2 separate regions of the Mus musculus genome follow, and region 1 is linked to region 2. Evidence: chromatin contacts called from public HiChIP or PLAC-seq data. All regions are on one chromosome and are shown on one strand. The core of a region is the stretch at or near the end of the contact, and the rest is flanking DNA. Distances in the headings are between cores, read along the strand shown. Region 1 has its middle 23 kb from the start of Actb. Region 2 has its middle 5.5 kb from the start of Gm31068.

Region 1 (4,368 bases), core at 278-2,777, 560 kb after region 2:
GAGCCGGTCATGAGTTCTAGGACAGTCTGGTCAATTTAGCAGCGTGCCTCCATTCCACTTCGCCCCCCGCCCCACAAAAAGTAAAGAGGGTTGGAGGGCGGGGAACATAGCTCCCACAGAAGAGCACTGGTCAAGCAGGCATGAGATGTGGGACTCAGACCCTCAGCGCAGGGTAGCGTAAACCGGATATGACGATACCTGTCAGTAATGCCAGCATTTGGAAGGTGAAGGCAGAAGGACCAGAAATTAGTGGTCATCCTTGCCTCCATAGGGAGGCAGAGGGAAGCCTGGGCTATGTGAAACCCAATCTCAAAAACAAATGACTGATAGGGGCTGGAGAGGTGGCTCAGTGGTTAGGAGCACTTGCTGATCTCACAGGGGTCCTGTGTTTGACTCCCAGCACCCATGTCTGGTGGCTCCCAACTGCCTGTGACTCTAATTCCAGGGGATCCTATATGTCTGGCTCCCATGGGCACCAACAGTTACATGCACATACCCACCTACAAACACACACTCATACACATAGTCAAACAAAATGAATTGCCAGATGTGCACCACCACTCCATGCCACACACCTTTGCTATAGATGTCTGTGAGTTCTAGGCCAGCCAGGTCTACACAATGAGACCCTATATCACTCCAAAACCACTAAATAAATAAATCAATAAATCTTAGCTAGGAGTGTGTGTGGCACAGGGCTTTAATCCCAGCACTCAGGGAGACAGAGGCAAACAGATCTCTGTGATTTCAAAGCTAGCCAAGAATATACAGTGAGACTTTGTCTAATATAATAATAATAATAATAATAATAATAAAGAGAATGCCATGCAAATAGCTGTTGTTGGTTATTGTTGGTTTTTTTGGTTTTGAGAGAGTTTCAGTAGGTAGCCCTGGTTGTCCTGGAACTCACTATGACCAGGCTGGCTTCGAACTCACAGAGATCTGCCTGCCAATGCCTCTCCAGTTGCTGGAAGGTCAGTGTCACCATGCCAGGCCATAAATACAATTTTTTTTATTACGTATCTTCATCAATGACATTTCCAATGCTATCCCAAAAGTCCCCCATAAATACAATTTTTAAAAAAGAAGAAAAGAAAAAGCAAGGCTGTGGCTACAGCCTGGTGGAATGTTCTAGGCCCTAGGTTCAATTCTCTAAAGAAGCTCTGTCCTGCCTCCCTCCCCACCCGCCTTGGGAATGTCAGTCATCCAACCAGGCCAAGGGGCTGGAGAGCTGGGGCCCTTGGCTGTCCTTTGGCCTCAAGTACTATGCAGGACCCTGAGCCGCTCTCCATCTAAGCTCAGAGCCTCAGTTTCCATTTCTGTACTTCAAGGAGGGAGGGGCCTGGCCTGCAGATGGGGAGAGCGGTGCACAGCTGGGTTTGTAGTGGGAACTGGGGTTTGGCAGGGTTGGGGGGCTGGGGTGTCCCCTCCCTCTGATCCCCGCCCGCGGCCGCTGCCCACGAGTCGTCCATAAAAGGCAAGGAGCGCAAGTCGCGCCAAACTTAGTCATGCGGCGGCGGCCGGCGGCTGCCCGCGCGACTTCCTCCGCCGACTTCCCGTTTCGAGAGCGAAGCCCGCAGGGGATGTGAGGTGTGGTCCTGCCTTTCGAAATGGCTCCGATTCCCCTAAGGGGATCCGCGGTGCCGGCGCCCTGCAGAGGGGACCGCTAAGGGTCCGCGGGCACACACCCGGGCTTGTGTTTGAGAAAGTGGGGATGGGGTGGGGGTTGGGTGAAGGCAGGGAATCTCAGATAGCCCAGGCTAGCCTGCCTTAGCCTCGGAGTGCTGGAATCTCAAGAGTAAGCCATTACTTTGGGCTTAGGAATGCATGAAGGGCTTCCAGAAGGCACAGCTGTTACCCTGGAGCTGGGAGGGAGCTTGGATAAAGAGGTTAGGAGAGCATTGTTTGTTGGTGTTGGAGCAAGTACCTCATCCGTGCTAGCCCAGTGCTCCCCCTCTGAATGTTCTAGACTGTATTTCTTTGAAATAAGATCTTGTGTAGGTCGTCAGGCTGGCCTTGAACCCTTTCTTTCTTGTTTTTTTTTTTTTTTTTTTTTTGAGACGGGGTTTCACTATGTAGCTTTGGCTGGTTTAGAACTCACTCTGTAAACCAGGCTGGCTTCAAACTCAGAAATCTACCTGCTTCTGGAGCGCTGGCATAAACAGTATACAGCTGGGCCTTGAAGTCATTCTGCAGTCTCCACCTTCCAAGAGCCACATAAACCAGGCAGGCCTCTGGCTGCCTCTGCCTCCCGAGTACTGGAATTAAAGCTCTGCCCCATAATGCATGACTTATTTTATTATTTTCTTAACCATTTATATTGAGACAGGATTTCAATATGTTGCCCAGGCTGGCCCGAACCTGTTCTGTATCCAGGTAGGCACTGACCTGTTTGGATTTTTGGATTTTTAAAAAAAATATTCGGGCTGGTGAGATGGCTCAGTTGGTAAGAGTACCCGACTGCTCTTCCAAAGGTCCAGAGTTCAAATCCCAGCAACCACATGGTGGCTCACAACCATCTGTAACGAGATCTGACACCCTCTTCTGGAGTGTCTGAAGACAGCTACAGTGTACTTTACATATAATAAATAAATAAATCTTTTAAAAAAAAATATTAATTTTTAATGGGCATGGGTGTTTTTGTCTATATGAGTGTCTGTGTACCAGGTGCAGACGGTGCCTTCGAGGCCAGAAGAAGGCACTCGAGCTGGAGCTACAGACAGTTGTGAGCCACCATGGGGATGCTGGGAATTGAATGCTGTCAGTGCTTTTAGCTGGGGAAGAAACAGTTGGTCTGTGGGCACCATGCTTGTATTCCTTCAGATCTGTACTTTTCCATAGATTGGAAATGTCTTACCTGGTGTGGCGGGCAATGCAGGTCTATAATCTTAGCACTAGGGAGGCAGAGGGGCAGGAGGATCAAGAGTTCAAAGCCCATCATACCAAGTTCCAAGCCAGCCAAGGCAACAATGAGACCTTGCCTCAAGAAAAGATACTTTCTAGAAACAAAGAGACAAAATGGCTGTCCCGAACTGAGTGAGCTACCTCTTCCCCTGTTTCTTCTAGGCTATAAGACACTAATCTCTCTAGAGCAGTGGTTCTCAACCTTCCTAACGCTGTGACCTTTTAATGTAGTCCCTCATGTGGTGGTGACCCCCCAACCATAAAGTTATTTGGTTGCTACTTCATAACTGTAGTTTTGCTACTGTTACAAATTGTAACATATAAAGATCTGATATGTGGCCCACAGGTTGAAACACCCCCCACCCCCCCACCCCCGTCCCCCGAACTAGGGGTTGTTATGAAACTATGACACACAGGCTGAGGCATGAGTCCCACGTACACAGTAGGTGCTCAACAAAGGAGTCTGCTGTATTGAGCGTCCTTTGTCTCAGCCTCTCTGGGAGATGGGAAGACTAAGGTGGGAGGGATCCGCTCACTGTGGCTAGTTCATGGCTAGCTGTAAAGGCTTATGTTTCTAAGGAATGGGGCCAGCCAGTCCCAAAGCTCAGACTCTAGTCCTGTCCTGTCCTGTCCTGTCCTGTCCTGTCCTGTCCTGTCCCTTAGCCTGGGGTCACTCCAGGTAAGGCTCAAGGCCAGCACACTTAGCAGGACCCAGTTGGGCAGGTCACATAGACTCCAGTTCTAGGTGTCCGGAACCTCAGCCGCCTGTTTGGACAGTGAGGACGTCTCGGGGCAGGTGCAGAGCTCACGGAACCCCTGAGGTAGAGAGGATAGCGTAGGCTGATGAAAGGGCTGCAGTGACAGAGGGCAAAGAGGACTGGCCTGGTGGCTCATGCCTGGGATTCCAGGACTCAGGTGGCTAAGGCCAGAGGCCAGAAAGTTCCAGGCCAGGGCCAACAAGATGGCTTAGGTAGCGTTTGTGGTGCAAGCCTGAAGACCAAACTAAGTTCAGTGGCCGGAACCCATGGTGGAAGAGAAGCAGTCTCCCAGAGTTTCTCTGATCTGCACGTGTGTGAATAAAAATTGAGACAGGGTCTCACTGTGTATCCCAGGCTAGCCTGGAGCTCTCTGCCTGTCGCTGCCTTTACCCCCCAAATCCCAAATGCTGGGATTAAAGTTGTCTGCCACATGGAGTGGACACGCCCACTCCAATGCTCAGGAGGCAGGGCAGGCAGACCTTTGTGAGATCAAGGGTAGCCTGATCTCACAAATTCCAGGATAGCCAGAGCTTCACACTGAGAATCTGTCTTGAAAACGAATGAACAAAACAAAAAGAAAGAAATTGATCCTACGGGTCCTCTTGTGCATGTGTCTGATGCCCTACCCAAATCCTCCAGGGGAAACTCCCCATGACCCCTCACAGTTTCTTTTTCTTTCTTCCTTCCTAAATTTTCATTTTTATTT
Region 2 (4,522 bases), core at 1,219-3,718:
CACAGAACAGCTCTCAGCAGGCAGCGTGGACCACTGTGATCATCACCACAGACTCATTCTCTTCCCGTTTTGCAGGTTGGATATCTTGGGGTCCGAAGAGTTGGCCCCACTGAAGCCTGTCTCTTGGGCTGGCATTTGCTCTTTCCTCCCTTTATCCTCACAGGGTCCCCCTCTGCCTCCCAATCCTCTTATACCAGGAAAATTGAATTAAGTGGTGACATCATCTTTCCTGAATCACTTCTGTAGAGACCCTATCTCCAAATTTACTCATATAAGTAAACTGGGAGTTTAGACTTGGGTCTTGCACGCGCTCAACTGGCCAGGAAGAACGACGCTGCAACAGGATCCTTCTGCACACGTTTATTGGGAGAGCATTGATTGCATAGGCCAAAGAAGAAGAACCCCGAACAAGGAAAATGATGCTGCTTATATACCCCTCCATGTGACGTGTCAGCTCCTGATTAGCTGCTCACTCATCATCCCATTACTACGCCCCGGGATAGGCAGTGACTTGGCACGAATTTACTCTTGCACCTGCGCACATTACTTGTTTACCAGTTAGGCACAGCAGAGGCTCATGATGGCAATTGCTCACGGCTCTCCACACTTGGGCATGCAAAATTTGAGCCAGGCTCAGTGGCACACACCAGCTACTCTGGAGGCTGAGGCAGGAGGATCACTTGAGTCCAGGAGTTCTGTGCTTTCCTGAGCAGGTATCCCCACTAATCAAAATGGTAACCTCCCAGGAGCAGAGAAGCACCAGATATTTTAAAGGAGAAATAAATGGGCCAAGTTGGAAACAGAGCTGGTCAAACTCCCACACTGATCAGTATGCAAATTTTGGGCTGAGATGGTAGGTCAGTTAAAATGTTTACCTTACAAAGTTGAGTCCCAAGTTCAAGCCCCAGAGCCCACCTTTTAAAAGCATCCTGGTGTTGTGAATCATGGTTATAACCCCTCGCTGGTCAACCTACTATAACTGACAAGTTCCAGACCAACAAGAGACAGTCTCAGAATAAAAGGTAAGTGGACAGCAGCTGACAAAGTACAGGAGACATTCATTTGTATTACATGTGGGCTGGCGAGGCTGCAGGTGAGGTTCTCAGTGATTGATAAGGAAGGGCCCAGCCCATTGTGGGTGGTGCTATCCTTGGGCTAGTGGTCCCAGGTTCTATAAGAAAGCAGGCTGGGCAAGCCACAAGGAGCAAGCCAGTAAGCAGCATCCCTCCATGGCCTCTGTATCGACTACTGCCTCCAGGTTCCTGCTCTGTTTGAGTTCCTGGCCTGACTTCCTTTGAGGATGAACAGTGATGTGGAAATGTCAGCCAGATAAACCCTTTGCTCCCCACGTGGCTTTAGTCATGGTTTTTTATTACAGTAGTAACCATCATTAGGACATACATTTGTAAGATTATGTGTACCCACACTCATAAACACACACATAATAATCAGAACGTATGCAGACGTTGAGCTGCCTAGGAGATGAGTAAAGGACACTTACTCCTGTGAGGGTGTGTCCCAGAGGACATATGGGGGTCCAGCCGCTGAGACAAGGACACCACCCTGAGCACAGACAGGATTCTCTGATAGACTACAGGTCAACATGGAGCCAAAATGGAGGAAGGAGCCAGGGCTGGTACTCAGTAGGTTGATGCAGGAGGACAGCAATTTCAAGGCCTGCCTGTGTGACCGGAGCTCAAGACCTGCCCAGGTAACTTAGTAAGACCTTGTCTCAAAAGGAAAGTCAAAGAGGATTGGGTTGAAGCTCATTAGTAGCTCACCCACCTGGAATCCCCCAGTGAGGGGCTGGGGTGTGGCTCAGTGGTAGAGCCCCTGCCTAGAATCCCCCATTGAGGGGCTGGGGTGTGGCTCAGTGGTAGAGCCCCTGCCTAGACTCCCCCAGTGAGGGGCTGGGGTGTGGCTCAGTGGTAGAGCCCCTGCCTAGAATCCCCCAGTGAGGGGCTGGGGCGTGGCTCAGTGGTAGAGCTCCTTCCTAGAATCCCCCAGTGAGGGGCTGGGGTGTGGCTCAGTGGTAGATCCCCTGCCTAGAATCTCCCAGGGAGGGACTGGGGTGTGGCTCAGTGGTAGAGCACCTGCCTAGCATGCCAGAAACACTGGGTTCAGTCCTCAACACTGAGAGGGAGAGGGAGAGAAAAAAAAGAGAGAGGAAAAAAGAAAAAAAAATTAAATATCCCATTTGATCCTTGCTTTCATGGACCATAATAACTTCTAATGACCCCTATTTAACCTCCAAGAAGTACGTTTTACACCCAGGAGGGACCCATCCCACCTGCTGACTAATGTCTCCCTTGCTGTTGCTGTCTAACACCATCGAGTCTCATCACCTCCCATGAGCCCTCAGGTCCGCGCAAGCGAAAGCTTCTGTTGTGGTATTAGGCTGACCTCACACCCTGTCTGAAGGTTAGCAGTGCTGGGAGCCCTGTGTCTTGTGTCCCATTCATAGGCCTTCATTTTTTTCTGGCACACTTCTATCACAGAAACCCAGGGAAGGAGCTGCCTGTCCCCTTTACCCAGGACTCTCAGGGTGACCAGTCCCACCCTCACACACGATCTCCCCTCTGTGGGGTCTCACAAAAGAAATCTAGAATTGTTGTGCTCCAGCTCTAGCCCCGACCTTCCCAAGCTGCTCAGGTCGTGAGATTGGCCTGGCACAGACAGAACGAGGACCCCGGGTTGCAAGCAGGCAGCCACCAAGGCTTTATCGCAGATTTCTGCGGAACAAAGGCCCTGCCGGCCCTGGGAGCTCACGCTGTGGCCCTATTGAAATCTTGAGGTAGCCTTCTATTAATCACCCCCGCCCCCCACCCCCACCCCCGTGCCTCAGAGGCCAAAAAAGGGAGACACACAAAAACCTCTTTTCTAAGCAGGAAGAGCTTTGCGGAGACCCAAGCAGAAAGATTTCAGCCCACAAACCCCTCTCTCTGCCAACCGCATAGATCCTTGGGCCTCCTAGACTCGTACAAACAAACAAGAGAAGCCTGACTGGACGGAAGGACGGAAGGAGGGGGAGCAGACGGACGTGACCAAAAGCCCTGTGAACTCTAGGAAAGCAGCCTGGGTGAGGGAGGGCCCTCACAACCCCTCCCTTGTCTTTTTAGAAATCAAAAAGACCCGATTGAATGTTTTTGGTTTTTTTTAGGTACACAATGAGAGCATAGGCAAAAAAAGAAACAAAAATCTCACTTCCTAAAGAAACGAAGAAGAGAGAACAAATTTTTAGAGAAAGATTTTTAAAAAAAGAAAAGTAAAAACAAATATTCCATTCCTTCCTTCTTCAGACGTGGCCTTAAGTCGCAGCTCGTCTCCACCTCCCCAGTGTTCAGTGTTAACTGGTAAGGAATGCTATATTGTTCAGTCGTTGGTAAATGTTAGGTTTGGCTTCCGAGGGTTTGTAGGGAAATAAAGAGGTGTACACTCACACATGTGTATGGAAACCAGAGGCCAACAGCCAGTGTCTTCTCTGCCTTTTAGACTTGTTTTCTTTTTAATGCATATGTTCATGTCTACATGTGTGTTTGTGCACCTGAGGACAGTGTCTTCTCTGCCTTTTAGATTTGTTTTATTTTTAATTTACGTCTATATGTTAATGTCCTGCTGAGCCATCTCTCCCCACCATCACCACCATTTTCCTTTTATCAGTGGAGCCAAGCACAGCTTACTCCTTTCATTTTTGCCACAGGAGGCCAAGCCTAAAGAGAGGAGAGCTGGGCTCTTGCCCTGAACCGGTCTCAGCTGATGCTGATCCCAGGGCCAGGCCCCTTCTCTCCTTTATAAGCGGGATTCTGCAAGGTCTCCAGTTCCTGGGAAACTCATTTTAGGAGAGTCTCATGAGCCAGCAAGGTAGTGGTTGCCCAGCCTCCCACAGGCTTGCTGGCAATGGCTTGCCTGAAAGCGCTCTTTGTCCACCATAGCTTTACAGACACCTCTCAGCCCTCGCTGTGCATTTGTAAACAGGTAAATCAAGCGCAGACAAGCTCACTTCAGACATGGCCACTGGCTTCTGCTGATTCCCGTGCTGGCCTGATGGGAGGCCACCCTACCACTGTTTGAGTTACCTGCTTGTTTCATTTATTAGGTGTGACGGTTCTATCGACTGCCAGGTACAACGGTGCACATGTAAAATCCCAGCACCTGGGAGGTGGAGGCAGGAAGAGCAGGAATGCAAGGCCATTCCTAACTACTTAGGGGTCTCAAGGCTAGCCTGAGCTACAAGAGCCCTTACTCAAAATATCTCACACATATACATCCATCCATGTGTATTTGTACTCTTATACAAGTATTAGTCTCGCTATTTTAATGACAACAGATGGGACACACAGAGAGATAGAAAGAAGGGTGGAGCGTGTAGGATCAGGAGATGAGATCAGAAGGATCAAGGTCATCATAGGGAGGTCAATCTAATCCACCCTAGGCTACACGAGACAATGATGGGGAGGGGAAGGGATTAGCGAATAAAGGTGCTTGTCTTGCAAGGCTAAGGATCTGAGTTCAATCCCCAAAC

Evidence for each region. HiChIP or PLAC-seq counts read pairs in DNA pulled down with a chosen protein or histone mark.
Region 1: an H3K27ac HiChIP or PLAC-seq map of microglia shows a contact between it and region 2, with 4 times the contacts expected there. The contact joins two enhancer-like sites. A contact is called at or near these places in 1 of 484 Hi-C or Micro-C datasets (CD8 T cells) and 1 of 115 datasets of contacts at active chromatin or transcription factors (microglia).

What each region holds. Positions count from the first base shown.
Region 1 is chr5:142,927,719-142,932,086 of GRCm38.p6, forward strand. No RefSeq gene overlaps it. Among named protein-coding and RNA genes, the nearest start is that of Actb, 23 kb to the left of the region's middle. Within about 2 kb of position 1,528, at least 285 of the 459 cell types and tissues checked have an H3K27ac peak or open chromatin away from gene starts, as enhancers often do. A contact at or near this core is called in CD8 T cells and microglia, where this site is marked.
Region 2 is chr5:142,368,948-142,373,469 of GRCm38.p6, forward strand. No RefSeq gene overlaps it. Among named protein-coding and RNA genes, the nearest start is that of Gm31068, 5.5 kb to the left of the region's middle. Within about 2 kb of position 2,469, at least 81 of the 459 cell types and tissues checked have an H3K27ac peak or open chromatin away from gene starts, as enhancers often do. A contact at or near this core is called in CD8 T cells and microglia, where this site is marked.